Regions from separate parts of the Mus musculus genome. Here region 1 is linked to region 2. The links are chromatin contacts, called in public promoter capture Hi-C maps. All regions are on one chromosome and are shown on one strand. Each heading gives the region's core, a stretch centred on a gene start, on an enhancer-like site or on the middle of the called end of the contact. The rest is flanking DNA. Distances are from core to core; before and after follow the strand shown.

The links. Promoter capture Hi-C pulls out the DNA fragments that hold promoters and counts their contacts.
Region 1: a contact with region 2 is called in a promoter capture Hi-C map of second pharyngeal arch cranial neural crest. The contact joins the promoter of Exosc6 here to the promoter of Ist1 in region 2. A contact is called at or near these places in 3 of 39 promoter capture datasets (cranial neural crest, pre-B cells and second pharyngeal arch cranial neural crest).

Annotation. Positions count from the first base shown.
Region 1 is chr8:111,054,711-111,057,980 of GRCm38.p6, forward strand. It overlaps Exosc6 (exosome component 6), which reads left to right and starts at 1,629. Exons shown (of 1, transcript NM_028274.4): 1 at 1,629-2,954. The coding sequence starts at 1,661. The coding sequence ends at 2,482. Aars (alanyl-tRNA synthetase) reads left to right here. Exons shown (of 21, transcript NM_146217.4): 21 at 309-859. The coding sequence ends at 494.
Region 2 is chr8:109,692,029-109,695,389 of GRCm38.p6, forward strand. It overlaps Ist1 (increased sodium tolerance 1 homolog (yeast)), which reads right to left and starts at 1,266. Exons shown (of 10, transcript NM_028018.2): 1 at 1,156-1,266. It also overlaps a transcript of Zfp821 not described here.

The DNA.
Region 1 (3,270 bases), core at 379-2,878, 1.4 Mb after region 2:
TTCACAGCATTTGCCAAGACTGTTTGTGTGCACGCAGTCCTCACTAGAAACTGTTGATCTGTCTATCATTTGTCGCCTCCTGCGGCACCTTTACCCCTCGGGCTTTCTTTTGGTGAAAGACTTCACTCCTGGCTAATGCCTGGCTTTGCTCTCTGTCCTCACTTTGGCAGTAGCCATAGCTGCTCTCCTGTGCCAGCTATAGTGTTAGTCTGTGGTAGCATCACACATGATACAAATGGATGTTGGGGGCGCCTGCCATTCCCCCCTCAATCCCATTCTGACTACCATTTTCCCCTCCTATCTCCTAGAATGCAGCCAACCGGGGACTGAAAGCCAGCGAGTGGGTCCAGCAGGTTTCAGGCCTGATGGATGGTAAAGGCGGTGGCAAGGACATGTCCGCCCAGGCCACAGGCAAGAACGTGGGCTGCCTTCAGGAAGCACTGCAGCTGGCTACCTCCTTTGCCCAGCTCCGTCTGGGAGATGTGAAGAACTGATGGGAGGGAAGCCCTCTCGGGAAAGCAACTCGCCATCAACCAGACATGTCCGAAGGCGGGAATTCAGCCAGGAGCTCTCCTCCCGCCACGAAGACATTGGAGTCATGGGACCTCTCAGCAGCCCTGTCCGTCCTGATCCAGCGGTAATGGGAACACGCCTGGAGCTGTCCTGTGATTCATTGCCCCCCTCCATTACTGCTCTGAGCCCATTCATGTCAGCACCATCTGTCTAAAATCACTACCCAGGAATGCTTTTTAACGTCATGATCACATCTAGATGAGGTCACTCTGCCAGCCTGAGGCTTTAGGTCTGCAGAGGAAGGAAGCCTTTTCTCTGCAGAAAATAAAAAGGACCATGTGCAATACTTGGTGATGTCATGCGCTCTGCTTCTTGTCCTGAGGTGAGCCCTGGCTCCTGTATATCTGTTACGGTTCCAGCCTGTTTCTGGTTGATGGTATCACCGAATAGACTCCCAGACTCCTGAAAGTTCAGGAAATTCAATAGAAGGGTGGAGGAAAATAATTCTGAGTTGCTTCCAGTGGAGAACCACTGTTCTTAGTCTCTTAGGACAACCTCCACCATGCCTGTCCACATGCCTGTTTGAGGCTGCTGATATGAGGTCAGACAACTGATATAGGCAGTATGAACATGTAGGTGTGTCCTACTAACTGCCCCACCCCTACTGCTTTAACCTAAAGTAGGTTCAAGACCCTGGCCCAGCCCTAAAATGCAATTTGTATGAATCTACAAACAGCAGGGTCTGGAAGCAGAGATACTGTCTGCTTATGACAGTTCCTCAGAGTGTTAGAAATATCTAGTTGTACAAAGAGAGATACCGTCCATTTATTAAACAAGTGTTGAAGCAGCCAGAGGACTAATTGCACGAGTAAACAAAAACCTCTCACCTTGGGCAAGCTTATGTGAAACAGTCTGAATGCAAACTTCTAGGAATAACAACAGATCCGTTCCTTAGGACTAGCTAAAGTACCAGCATAGGAGTCCAGCTATACCTCGCCGTTCTTCCTCCACTCCGCTAGGTGGCAGCGCGCACACCTACCGCTCTCCCGATAGGCTCTGCGCGGGCGCGCATCTTTAAGCGAGCGGAAGAGCCGGGTGCGCAAGGGCAGCCCAGCAGGCGGAAGTAGCTCGCACGCCGGTAGCCGCCATGCCGGGAGACCATCGCCGCATCCGCGGGCCGGAGGAGTCTCAGCCGCCGCAGCTGTACGCGGCCGAAGACGACGAGACGCCCGCTGCTCGCGACCCGACGCGGCTCCGCCCGGTGTACGCGCGCGCCGGGCTGCTGAGCCAGGCCAAGGGCTCCGCCTACCTGGAGGCGGGCGGGACCAAGGTGCTGTGCGCCGTGTCCGGTCCGCGGCAGGCCGAGGGCGGCGAGCGCGGCAGCGGCCCTGCGGGAGCGGGCGGGGAAGCTCCCGCTGCCCTCCGGGGTCGCCTGCTCTGCGATTTCCGCCGCGCTCCCTTCTCCGGTCGCCGGCGTCGCGCGCCCCAGGGCGGCGGCGGGGAGGATCGCGAGCTGGGACTGGCGCTACAGGAGGCTCTGGAGCCCGCCGTGCGCCTGGGGCGCTACCCGCGTGCTCAGCTCGAGGTGTCGGCGCTGCTGCTGGAGGACGGCGGCTGTGCGCTGGCCGCGGCGCTCACCGCGGCCGCGCTCGCCCTGGCCGACGCGGGAGTGGAGATGTACGATCTGGTGGTGGGCTGCGGCCTGAGCCTCACCCCGGGACCCTCCCCGACCTGGCTGCTGGACCCCACGCGGCTGGAGGAGGAGCACTCCGCGGCCGGTCTCACGGTGGCCCTCATGCCTGTGCTCAATCAGGTGGCCGGGTTACTGGGCAGTGGGGAAGGCGGGCAGACTGAGAGTTGGACCGATGCTGTGCGCCTGGGCCTGGAGGGCTGCCAGCGCCTCTACCCAGTGCTGCAGCAGTGTTTGGTGCGGGCTGCCCGCCGGAGGGGTGCCGCCGCCCCACCCTGATTGGAAAAAACCGGAGCGACGAGGATTCGAGGACTGCTATCGCCCTTCTCTCCCTAAAGGACCAAGCGCTGATGGTCGCCTGACTCCGCAGAGCTGAGAAACGAAGAGTGGGGCAGTTGGGCGCACAGAACCAAAGCACTGGACAGCTCTGTTGGAAAGGTTTAAAAGGCCGTTGGAAACACGATCCAGTTGGAGAGATTTGAAAGCAGCCATACTCCCAAGTTGGAAAGGACTTGGGCTGGATTTACCTAGTAAATGAGATAAGGGGCTATGGTCTTGTAGGAGATGGACCCAGTGCAGGCCAGCCATTGGCTCCAATACATAATAAACTGATTCTTTTGAGAGGATGGACCAGGGGACTTTGCCTTCTCACTACTCAGAGTAAAACATAAAAACTATTTTATGACTGGAAATACATCTGTTGTGTTTTTTCTTGATACTAGAGTTAGAAACAATGCTGTTCTGAACTGGGTGTGTGTTGAGTCTGTGTTTTCAAGGGCTCCGAGTCATTACTGCCTTAAGTGTTCATATTAGCCCACTGTAACTAAGAAGGGGTGATGTGCTTTGTAGGAGAAACCTCGTGCCCTGGAGCATTGTCTGGGGCAGCTGCTGAGGTGATAAGTCTGAGGAGACTCCAGGACAGCCAGGGCTACACACAGAAACCCCTGTTTTTTGGGGGTGGGGGGAGGGAACTGGAGAGAGTTAAAAGAAGTTCTGGTGCCCCCCTATCCTTTCCTTTAGGACAAAATCATGTCTAGGAGTTGGGTAACTGAAGGATTATGCTCTGG
Region 2 (3,361 bases), core at 16-2,515:
CTCATGATGCAGATATGCCTGGGACCCTAGATAAAGGGTCTAGGCAAAACACCATACACATAAAATAAATATTTAAAGAAAAAAAAAAGGAAACCTCGTTATCAGTAATTTAAGGGTTCCACATGAAATAATTTTCATAGACTACACTTCGTTTTGGGAAGTGTTGGCACTTTAAACCACAAAAGGTTACATATAATTGGGACCTGATCCCGATTAGAGCCTAAATTAAGTGGATCAGAGTCTACTTAAGGACTCTAGAGGCTCGGGTCTTGTTAGAAACCAGAGGCACAAGAAGAAAAAGAGAAAGGCTACGAAAGTAATCAGGGGAAGAAAGCATTGTTTTTATCAAGTGAAAATGTTAAGAAGCCGCGTGACTTAAACACAAGGATGCGGTGAAGTTCCCCCACGAAGGTCAAAAAACCTTGAAGGGTGTGAGATGTTAACAAATGTACCGACTAATATTTTACTAAGCTGGAAAAAGACATGCATATGGAAATGGAAAAGTCTGACTGAAACAATGAAACACAGGTTGATTGTTTGATGGAGGGATTATACTGTTTTGTTCTCGTAAGAACAAAAAAACAAAAACAAAAACAAAAACAAACAAAACCAGAACAAACACCAAGAAGGCACAACAAAAGAAATGACAGTCTCCTCCCGGGAGCCATTCAACAACAACAGACTGTACACAATAAGCCCCCGTAGCCTCCCCCTGACATCAGTCGGCCGCAGCCCTGGTCCGGTCCGCATCCTAGCTCAAGTTCAAGGTCCTGAGGGCCACGCCTGACCCCAGGACCCGGAAGAGGAGCGCTCCCTCGGGCTCTCCTGGTCTGACTCACCCCGCAGCAACCGCGGCGGTGGGGACAAGGCCTCCCTCAGGGTCCCGACCCGACCGCACTGCAGAGGGGTGTCTCCTCAGTGCCCGGCTCATGCCGGGGGCAACAGCGACGCCAGCACCTGTCTAGGCGGTCCCACCTCCTCCCACGGCCGGAGCCCGACCTCAGGCCTGACCCCGACTGCCAGGGCTTCCCCCGCTGACACGGCGCGGACGGCTTGTCCTCACGGTCCTACAGACTAACGCTGGGGTTCCGTAAAAGCGGGACGTAGATGGAAGAGGGAGACAAAGATGCTTAGGTCTAAGGAGGGCACGCTCACCTGGAGGGATCCGGACGTGAAAACGGAAGAAGCCGACTTCCGAGGAGCCGCTCGGCATCCAAAATGGCGACTCCCTCGACCTCCCCACCGCGGACTCGAGCGGAGGAATCCAAGGGGGCGGTGTTAGCCACGCCCTACCTAGCAGGGATTGGCTGCGCACACAACAAGGGGCGGAGCGAGGGACTATTTCCCACGGCGGAGGCGTGGGACCTGACTTGTGACACTTAACGTCACGCAGTGGGTTGAGTCATTTGCTAAGGGCGCGCCTTGCAATTTGCCCCGGGCGCGGCGGGGCGGGTGGAGGCTTCTCCTGGATTCTGTGCCCGGTACCCTTGTTCCAGATTCTTCCAGCCCCTGGAAAAACCGGCTGCAGACTGTCTCGCAAACGCCCGCGGATCCGAGCGGAGTCTGGCTTCCCCACTTAGCTCACCGGTCGGTCGGTCGGTCGGTCGGTCGGTCCTGGGACTCCGACCTCGGAGGGATGGTTGGGCGAGATTCAGCGCTGTGGAGCCGACTTTCCTCCACCGCCTCTCTTTCCACCGACACTGTCCGCCCCGCACCTTCACTAATGTACTCTGCACAGCCTCCACTCTCGCTCTTATTTTGTATCTGTATTCAGAGGCTTTTCTGGGCTTGAAAGCGAGAAAGAGCCTTCCTGTTCTCTGGCTCTTGGCCCTGCTATGAGGCCACAGCTATCAAGACCAAAACTGTGGCTTGTCTTGGGTCAGTGGTAAAACGAGGACTGCAGGTTACTTTGGGAGGATAATATGAATTGAAAATAACTGGCTTGTAACCATGTGCCGCTGTTCAAAGCTCCAGGATACTAGGACCTTAGAATTACACAATATTTGGTTCCCATAAAATGTTCAGATCGTTCCCCCAGCAAAATATTTGCATAGAAAAATTGTAGTTCTGCAATGAGATCATGACATTTGTGGCTAACACTTTCTACACACACAGTCCCAACAACAAAGTACAATGATAGAAAAATTTCCCCTGAAGCACAAATTAGTTTATTGGGCTCATTTACAGACCATAGGTGACAAGTCACTTAACAAGCAAGTGAGTAATCACTCTCCTTCAAATAAGCTTGCACTGGAAAGTATCCAGTAGAAATGAAGGCTTCCTGGCATGGATGGAGCCCACTTCCCTACTGCTCTCCAGCCCACACTCTAGCCCCTCCCCAGGCTACACGTAATTAGGGCGGAAGTACGTTCAACAGCTGGTATCGATTGCAGGCATACCCAGGTGAGGGTTCCAAGACCCTCTTGGCCCCTCCTTCAAATATGATGATCTTTGGGCACAGCTACATTCCTGAAGATGGCTGTTGTTTGGCTCCGATGATAGAAAAGTATCGCAGCACTTAAGGGGCAGGTTGTTCATATTTAAAGTGCCTAGGGACAACCCAACCGAAGGTGCGAATGTGTGTGGACATTGTTTAGATACAGTTTCAAACTAACCAATCCTTTTTTTTTTTCAGATGAATGTCATTAGATAATAAAGGCATACATATCAGATATTGTTATTTTGTATAAAATCTTTTCATGTAAGAAATGCCTATGTGTATAAAGGTAAAATGGCAGCCATAAAGCTTCAGTTTGTTTGTTTAATGGTGATGAGGACTGGAGTGTCCTTGCTAGCTTTATTATGTTTTCAGATACTGAAGTCAGGGCTGAAGAAATGGCTCAGTGGCTAAGAGTGAACACTGTTTTTCCAGAGGACAAGAGTTGGGTTTCCAGCACCTGTGACAGGTGGTTCAAAACCACCTAATTTCAACCCCAGGGGATCTCTGTAGTGGTTATTCCTGGTTGTCAACTTGACTATATTTGGAATGAACTCCAATCCAGAATTGGAAGGGTCACCAGTGACCCTGATCTGGAGGCTGGGAGATAGAAGTTTCTGACCTGGATCTTGGTATGGAGATCTTGAAGACAGTGAGATCTCTGAGTTCAAGGTCATCTGGGATTAAAGGTGTGGTGGTACACACCTTTAATCTGGGCTACACCTTCTGCTAGAGACCATATAAGGACATTGGAAGAAGGAAGTTGTGCTCTCGCTCCGTTGACTGCTTGCCGTGTGGGACTGAGTAACTGCTAGATCCTTGGACTTCCATTCACAGCTACGACTGAACCATTGTTGGGAATTGGACTGCAGACTGTAAGTCATCAATAAATTCCTTTACTATATAGAGACTACCCATAAGTTC